2 separate regions of the Mus musculus genome follow, and region 1 is linked to region 2. A link is a contact called in public HiChIP or PLAC-seq data. All regions are on one chromosome and are shown on one strand. Each heading gives the region's core, a stretch centred on a gene start, on an enhancer-like site or on the middle of the called end of the contact. The rest is flanking DNA. Distances are from core to core; before and after follow the strand shown. Region 1 overlaps Efr3b (EFR3 homolog B). Region 2 overlaps Dtnb (dystrobrevin, beta).

Region 1 (2,717 bases), core at 41-2,540, 320 kb before region 2:
ACAAAGCAGAAAGCCAGGTGTCCTCTGACTCCCCCCCCCCCCCCCAGAGACCCCCAGCTGCCACAGATCATGCTGTATCATCCGGCTGGGAAGGAATTGCAAGGAGTTCTCTGTTTAATGTTTCCTATATCCTAGGCCAACATTTATTTTATTTTTATGAAATACAATGGAAAATAATTCCTAGAGAAAATTAAATCTCAAAGAAGACAAGCCACCTGCATTCCCTGAGCGCCCCCGTTACTGCGGGTGTACTTTCCTTCTGGCCCACATCTTAGCAGCAGTGTTATCAGACAGATCTTGAATTGGCACTGGGCTGGCTCCCAGCCACACTTTGAGCTGCACTGAGATGAACCACGTGGCCTCTCATGGGCCTTGCCAGTAAAACCTGGGGACAGGGAGAAATGAAAGACAATATTTTGAAATAGATTGCTGGCCGCCTTTGAAGTAAAGGAATTCAGGGAAAATGTGCAAACACAGATTCCCTGGGATTTGGCTCCGTTTTTGTGGGGGTTGGGGTGGGGTGCTGCAAGAAAGAGAGCGAGGTCTGGGTGCCACCTGCAGTGCCCACTGGCTGTGGGATGTCATTTTGGTTCACCCTGAGCCTCTGGGTTCCAGCAGAGGGCTACCGGGCCGGGGGGCAGGGGGGGGGGTGTTGTTGTTTGGGGACCAGCACGTCTTCCTCCTCCACAGCCGCAGCACTCCCACCTGGTTATCCAGCAGCTCCTGAGCCACCTGGACGCCAACAGCCGCAGCGCGGCGACTGTGCGCGCCGGCATCGTGGAAGTCCTATCGGAAGCTGCAATTATCGCTGCCACGGGCTCTGTCGGTAAGGGGGTCCGGAGCAAAAGGCAAGGGGCGTGGGGTGGGGGGGTGTGTGCAGGCGTTAGATTTAGAGCCGATTGGCTGCGCGGGCCTGGGCTTACGGGAGAGCAGGAGGGATTCCTGTCATGATTTGTGGGTCCCTCCCCCTTGGCGCCCAGGGCCCACGGTACTGGAGATGTTCAACACCCTGCTGCGGCAGCTGCGGCTCAGCATCGACTACGCGCTAACTGGGAGCTACGACGGCGCTGTGAGCCTGGGCTCCAAGATCATCAAGGAGCATGAGGAGTGCATGTTCCAGGAGGCCGTCATCAAAACTATCGGTGGGGAAATGGGTGGGTCTGGGAGGGGCCATTGAGGCTTGAGGGATCGACTCCAGGGGAGGAGTTGTCAACGATCTGGAGGCGGGGCTAAGGAGGCAGAGCCTGTGAAACGGGGCCTAGGACGTGGTAGTGGAGATAGATCTGGGCGAGGCTTGGAAAGGGGCGGAGTCTGGGGAAGGAACTTAGTAAAGGGAAGGACCCAGTGAGGCTTGGAGAAGGGAGGGACCTGATAAGATTTGAAGAGGAATGAGGCTGTGGGGAGAGGTTGCCAGAGACCTAGTTCTCTGGCCTGAGACAGGCAGGGCCTAAGGGTTAAGACTAGGGCTGTACTGAAAGGAGAGACCCTGGCAAAGCTTGGAGAGGGGAAGAGCTCTAGAGGAGGAGTTAGCTGGGGCCTAGGAAAAGGAGTTAGAAGAGCAAGGAATCTTGGGAGGATGAGGTGGAACCAGGACTAGAGAGAGATGATCCTTGTGGGAGAACCAGGCCTCCGCCATAGCATCTGCTGTATGATTACCTAGCACTGTGTTATTTAGGGACACTGGGGGAAATGGCAGCCAGCTAATGACACATAATGATCTGGGCAAAGACACCAGATCAGTCTGGGTTTCTCAGCCTGGCTCTCCTGCAAAGGCAGACTTCCTGTGTCTCCATCCTCATTAGGCATGCCTAGTGCTTCCAGGTGGGCCCGCAGTAGGGGAGGTGGGACTAAGGCATAAAAAAAAAAAAAAAAAAAAAAAGACAGGAAGGAAGCAACGGAGACTGTTTGTGCCCTGGATGTGGAGAAACATGGAACAGGGTCTCCTCCCTCTCAGAGGTCCTTGTGCCTATGCCATGGTCTCATCAGCCGTGAAACCACTGAGCTGCCCTATCCCCCAGGAAGAAGCCCAGATGACAGTAACAAGGGAAGAGCTGGCATCTGGAAGGGCCCTCTGGAGTCCCTCTTGCTCCCTCCTCGGGAGACAGGGTCAAAGCAGCCTGCCTAGGCAGATCTCTCTGGGCTGCCCCAGCCCTGGGCACTAGGGAGCCTCACTCTCTCCATTCAGCTGCTGCTGAGCCCAGGGGACCTCTCACGCTCCCTCCTCTCCTCACAGGCTCCTTTGCCAGCACACTGCCGACCTACCAGCGCTCAGAGGTGATCCTCTTCATCATGAGCAAAGTCCCGCTGCCTTCTGTGCATCACCCCGTAGAGACCGGACGGACGGGGTCAGTCCACTGCTTCTTCCCAGCCCACCCTCTCTGGCTCCTGGTTTTCACCCTGACTTCTGTGGCTCTGCTTTCTTCTCTTGGCTCAAAAACAGAGGGGTCATAGGTCCCGTGGCAATTTTTCAGCCTCCCCCCCCCCCCCCAGTTAGGGAAATCATGGGTCCACCAACAAGCCTCCTGGTGAGAACACTCAGGAGTGGGGGGTGCAGCCGAGCACTCTATTGCCATCCTGCTGAGACCATGTCTCTGGCCTACAGGGAGAATAGGAACCGGCTGACCCAGATCATGTTGCTGAAGTCCCTCCTTCAGGTAAGCCCCCCTATCCTGTCCCTGCTCTGCCTCTGTGGTCACAACTTCTTTCAGGTAACCAAG
Region 2 (2,700 bases), core at 171-2,670:
TACAGAGAAACCCTGTCTTGAAAAAACAAACAAACAAACAAAAAAAAAAAACAAAAAGAAAAAGAAAAAGAAAAAAAGAACGACCTTAGTGAAATAGGAGGAACAAATCGGGAACAATAAGAGGTTGTCAAAAGAGAACTGCTCTCAGTGGCTCGGGAAGGAGGGCAGCTAGATGGGGCGAGACATCCGGCATGATTGTGGGCCAGATGTTTGAGGCTCAGTGGAGGAGATCATCAGAACTGGAGAAGTCAAGAGACTGTATGGCCAGGATTTAACAGGCTTAACTCCACAGACAGTAAAATTACCAGAGAGATAACAATGGATGTGGAACCCATGCCCTGGAGCGAAGGGGCATGAGCAGAAGAAAGTCGGGAATAAGAGCAGTTGGAGGAGGGCAGCAAACTGGAGTGTGTGCCTCATGGCAGCATCTTCATGTTTCTAAGACTTTTTTTTTTTTAAATTAAGAGATGCCAGGTGTAATGTTCTAGAAGTACTAAACTGAAAAGCAAGAAATAAAATAACCAGAATGACTAATATGAGAAACTAACCCTCAATAACTCATTGTCATATTCCCACCGTCCTTGACCATGGGAGAACATGAATATGCTAACATAGCCTTTCTTTAGATTACATAACATTATATGGAAAGAGGGAGTCCACCCCAACGGTAGGAAAGGCAATCACGGGATGCACTCCAGCTGGCCTTGGAGGCAGGCGATGCCCATGTTGTAAATGGCTTATGTAAGCTTCATCGTGGCAAAAGACCGCAGATGGCCAGGAATAGAAAAGCAGGGATCAGGCTGGAGAGATGGCTCAGCAGTTAAGAGCACGGACTGCTCTTCCAGAGGTCCTGAGTTCAATTCCCAGCAACCACATGGTGACTCATAACCATCTGTAATGGGATCTGATGCCCTCTTCCGGTTTGTCTGAAGACAGCTACAGTGTACTGATATACATAAAATAAATAAGTCTTAAAAGAATAATCATGTAAATTAAAAAAAAAGGAAAACAGGAATCACAGCTGAAAAAAAAACAAAATGTATTTTGCCAACAACCAGTTAATGGGCAAGATTCCCCAAAAGCCTGAAATCTTAATGGTACTTGAGCCATGGCTGACACCTTATGCCAGGTTCGAGGGGTCTGGAGGTGAGAATCCAGCCACACTCTACCTGGACTTGTGATGAAATCTGCAGTGCCTTTTCACGCAGCAACAGAATGCTCTAGTTTACAGGCTGTGCTCCTGGGTGTTGCCTGTGGCCTCTGCAAAATAGCAACCCTTTCCTACACTCTCAACAGAGTCCAGACTACACCTCAACAATGATTCACTTGTCTCCTGAATACACAAAGGGTGGAGACAATAGTCAGCAAACCAGCAGGAGCTAAGAGAGGTGGGGCTCTTCCAGGGGGCCAAGACTCAACTCACACAGAGGAAGAGAAGCAGCCTGCTGACTCAGGAGCTGCCCAGCTGGAGTGGGCTGAGAGCACAGCAGCACCAAGCTGGTGCCATGGACACAGCTGGCAGCTTTACTGCACCAACAATAGACACAGGGCAGCAGCCAAGGCAGGCACTGACTCAGTAGCTTCTGAGGGTACCTGGGCACAAAAAAAAAAAAAAAGAAAAAGAAAAAGACAAAGAAAAAAAAGCAGACTTTGTAGATTTTGTTTTACACTTCAAGTCTGTGCCCCATTTCCTATTTGTGGGAGTGCTATTTTATGCATTAAAAACTTGTATCCAGAGATGGGAGAGGCTAAGAGCACTTGTTGCTCTTGCAGAGGACCTAGGCTCACAACCATCCATAACTGATGTTTTATGGTATCTGACCCCCTCTTCTGAACACCATGGGCACTTGGCATGCAAATAGCACACATGCATATATGTAAGTACAGCACTCATATACATCTACAATTTATTCAGACACATCTCCATATCCAGGCTGAGCATGGTGGCACATGCTTTTAATTCTAGTAGAGCTAGGGGAATCACTGTGAATTTGAGGATACCCTGGTCTACATAGTGAGTTCCAGGACAGCCAGAGCTACATAGTGAGACCCTGTCTCAATGGTAAGTAGGTAGGTAGGAAGGAAGGTAGGTAGATAAATAATTTCCTATTTGATTTTGTGCTATTTGCAAAGTAGTAATTAAATATAACATAGATCCATTTGAAACTGGGAAAAGTATGACCAATAAGCATACTTTTTCCACCCTGAAGAGACTATCAGATTATCTTTTAGAATTTAAAAGGTACAAGGAAGCCGGGCGTGGTGGCGCACGCCTTTAATCCCAGCATTTGGGAGGCAGAGGCAGGCGGATTTCTGAGTTCGAGGCCAGCCTGGTCTACAGAGCGAGTTCCAGGACAGCCAGGACTACACAGAGAAACCCTGTCTCGAAAAAACCAAAAAAATAAAAAATAAAAAATAAATAAAAATAAAAGGTACAAGGAGATAGATGCTAGCAGTAATTCATGGCTTTAATCCCAGTACTCAGGCAGATTTCTGTGCATTCCAGAACAGCCAGGGCTACACAGAGAAGCCCTATCTCAAAGGAGGAAGGAAGGAAGGAAGGAAGGAAGGAAGGAAGGAAGGAAGGAAGGAAGGAAGGAAAATTGTTTCTGATAAATATGACTCCTTATATTAAAAATTTTTGTATCAATGCTTCAAAAATTATATGAGATTATCACTAATATTTTTAAAACAGTAATA

What was found. HiChIP or PLAC-seq counts read pairs in DNA pulled down with a chosen protein or histone mark.
Region 1: an H3K4me3 HiChIP or PLAC-seq map of bone marrow-derived macrophages shows a contact between it and region 2, with 4 times the contacts expected there. The contact joins two enhancer-like sites. A contact is called at or near these places in 1 of 15 datasets of contacts at CTCF or cohesin (CD8 T cells), 14 of 484 Hi-C or Micro-C datasets (the HPC-7 cell line, LSK cells, adipose-derived mesenchymal stem cells and 8 more), 3 of 115 datasets of contacts at active chromatin or transcription factors (bone marrow-derived macrophages, embryonic stem cells and epiblast stem cells) and 1 of 9 other capture datasets (embryonic stem cells).

The regions. Positions count from the first base shown.
Region 1 is chr12:3,980,079-3,982,795 of GRCm38.p6, reverse strand. It overlaps Efr3b (EFR3 homolog B), which reads left to right. Exons shown (of 23, transcript NM_001082483.1): 9 at 691-826; 10 at 981-1,142; 11 at 2,234-2,345; 12 at 2,603-2,654. Among named protein-coding and RNA genes, the nearest start is that of Pomc, 26 kb to the right of the region's middle. Within about 2 kb of position 1,290, at least 259 of the 459 cell types and tissues checked have an H3K27ac peak or open chromatin away from gene starts, as enhancers often do. A contact at or near this core is called in bone marrow-derived macrophages, cortical neurons and epiblast stem cells, where this site is marked.
Region 2 is chr12:3,661,566-3,664,265 of GRCm38.p6, reverse strand. All of the region lies in intron 8 of Dtnb (dystrobrevin, beta), which reads right to left. Among named protein-coding and RNA genes, the nearest start is that of Dtnb, 91 kb to the right of the region's middle. Within about 2 kb of position 1,420, at least 95 of the 459 cell types and tissues checked have an H3K27ac peak or open chromatin away from gene starts, as enhancers often do. A contact at or near this core is called in bone marrow-derived macrophages, cortical neurons and epiblast stem cells, where this site is marked.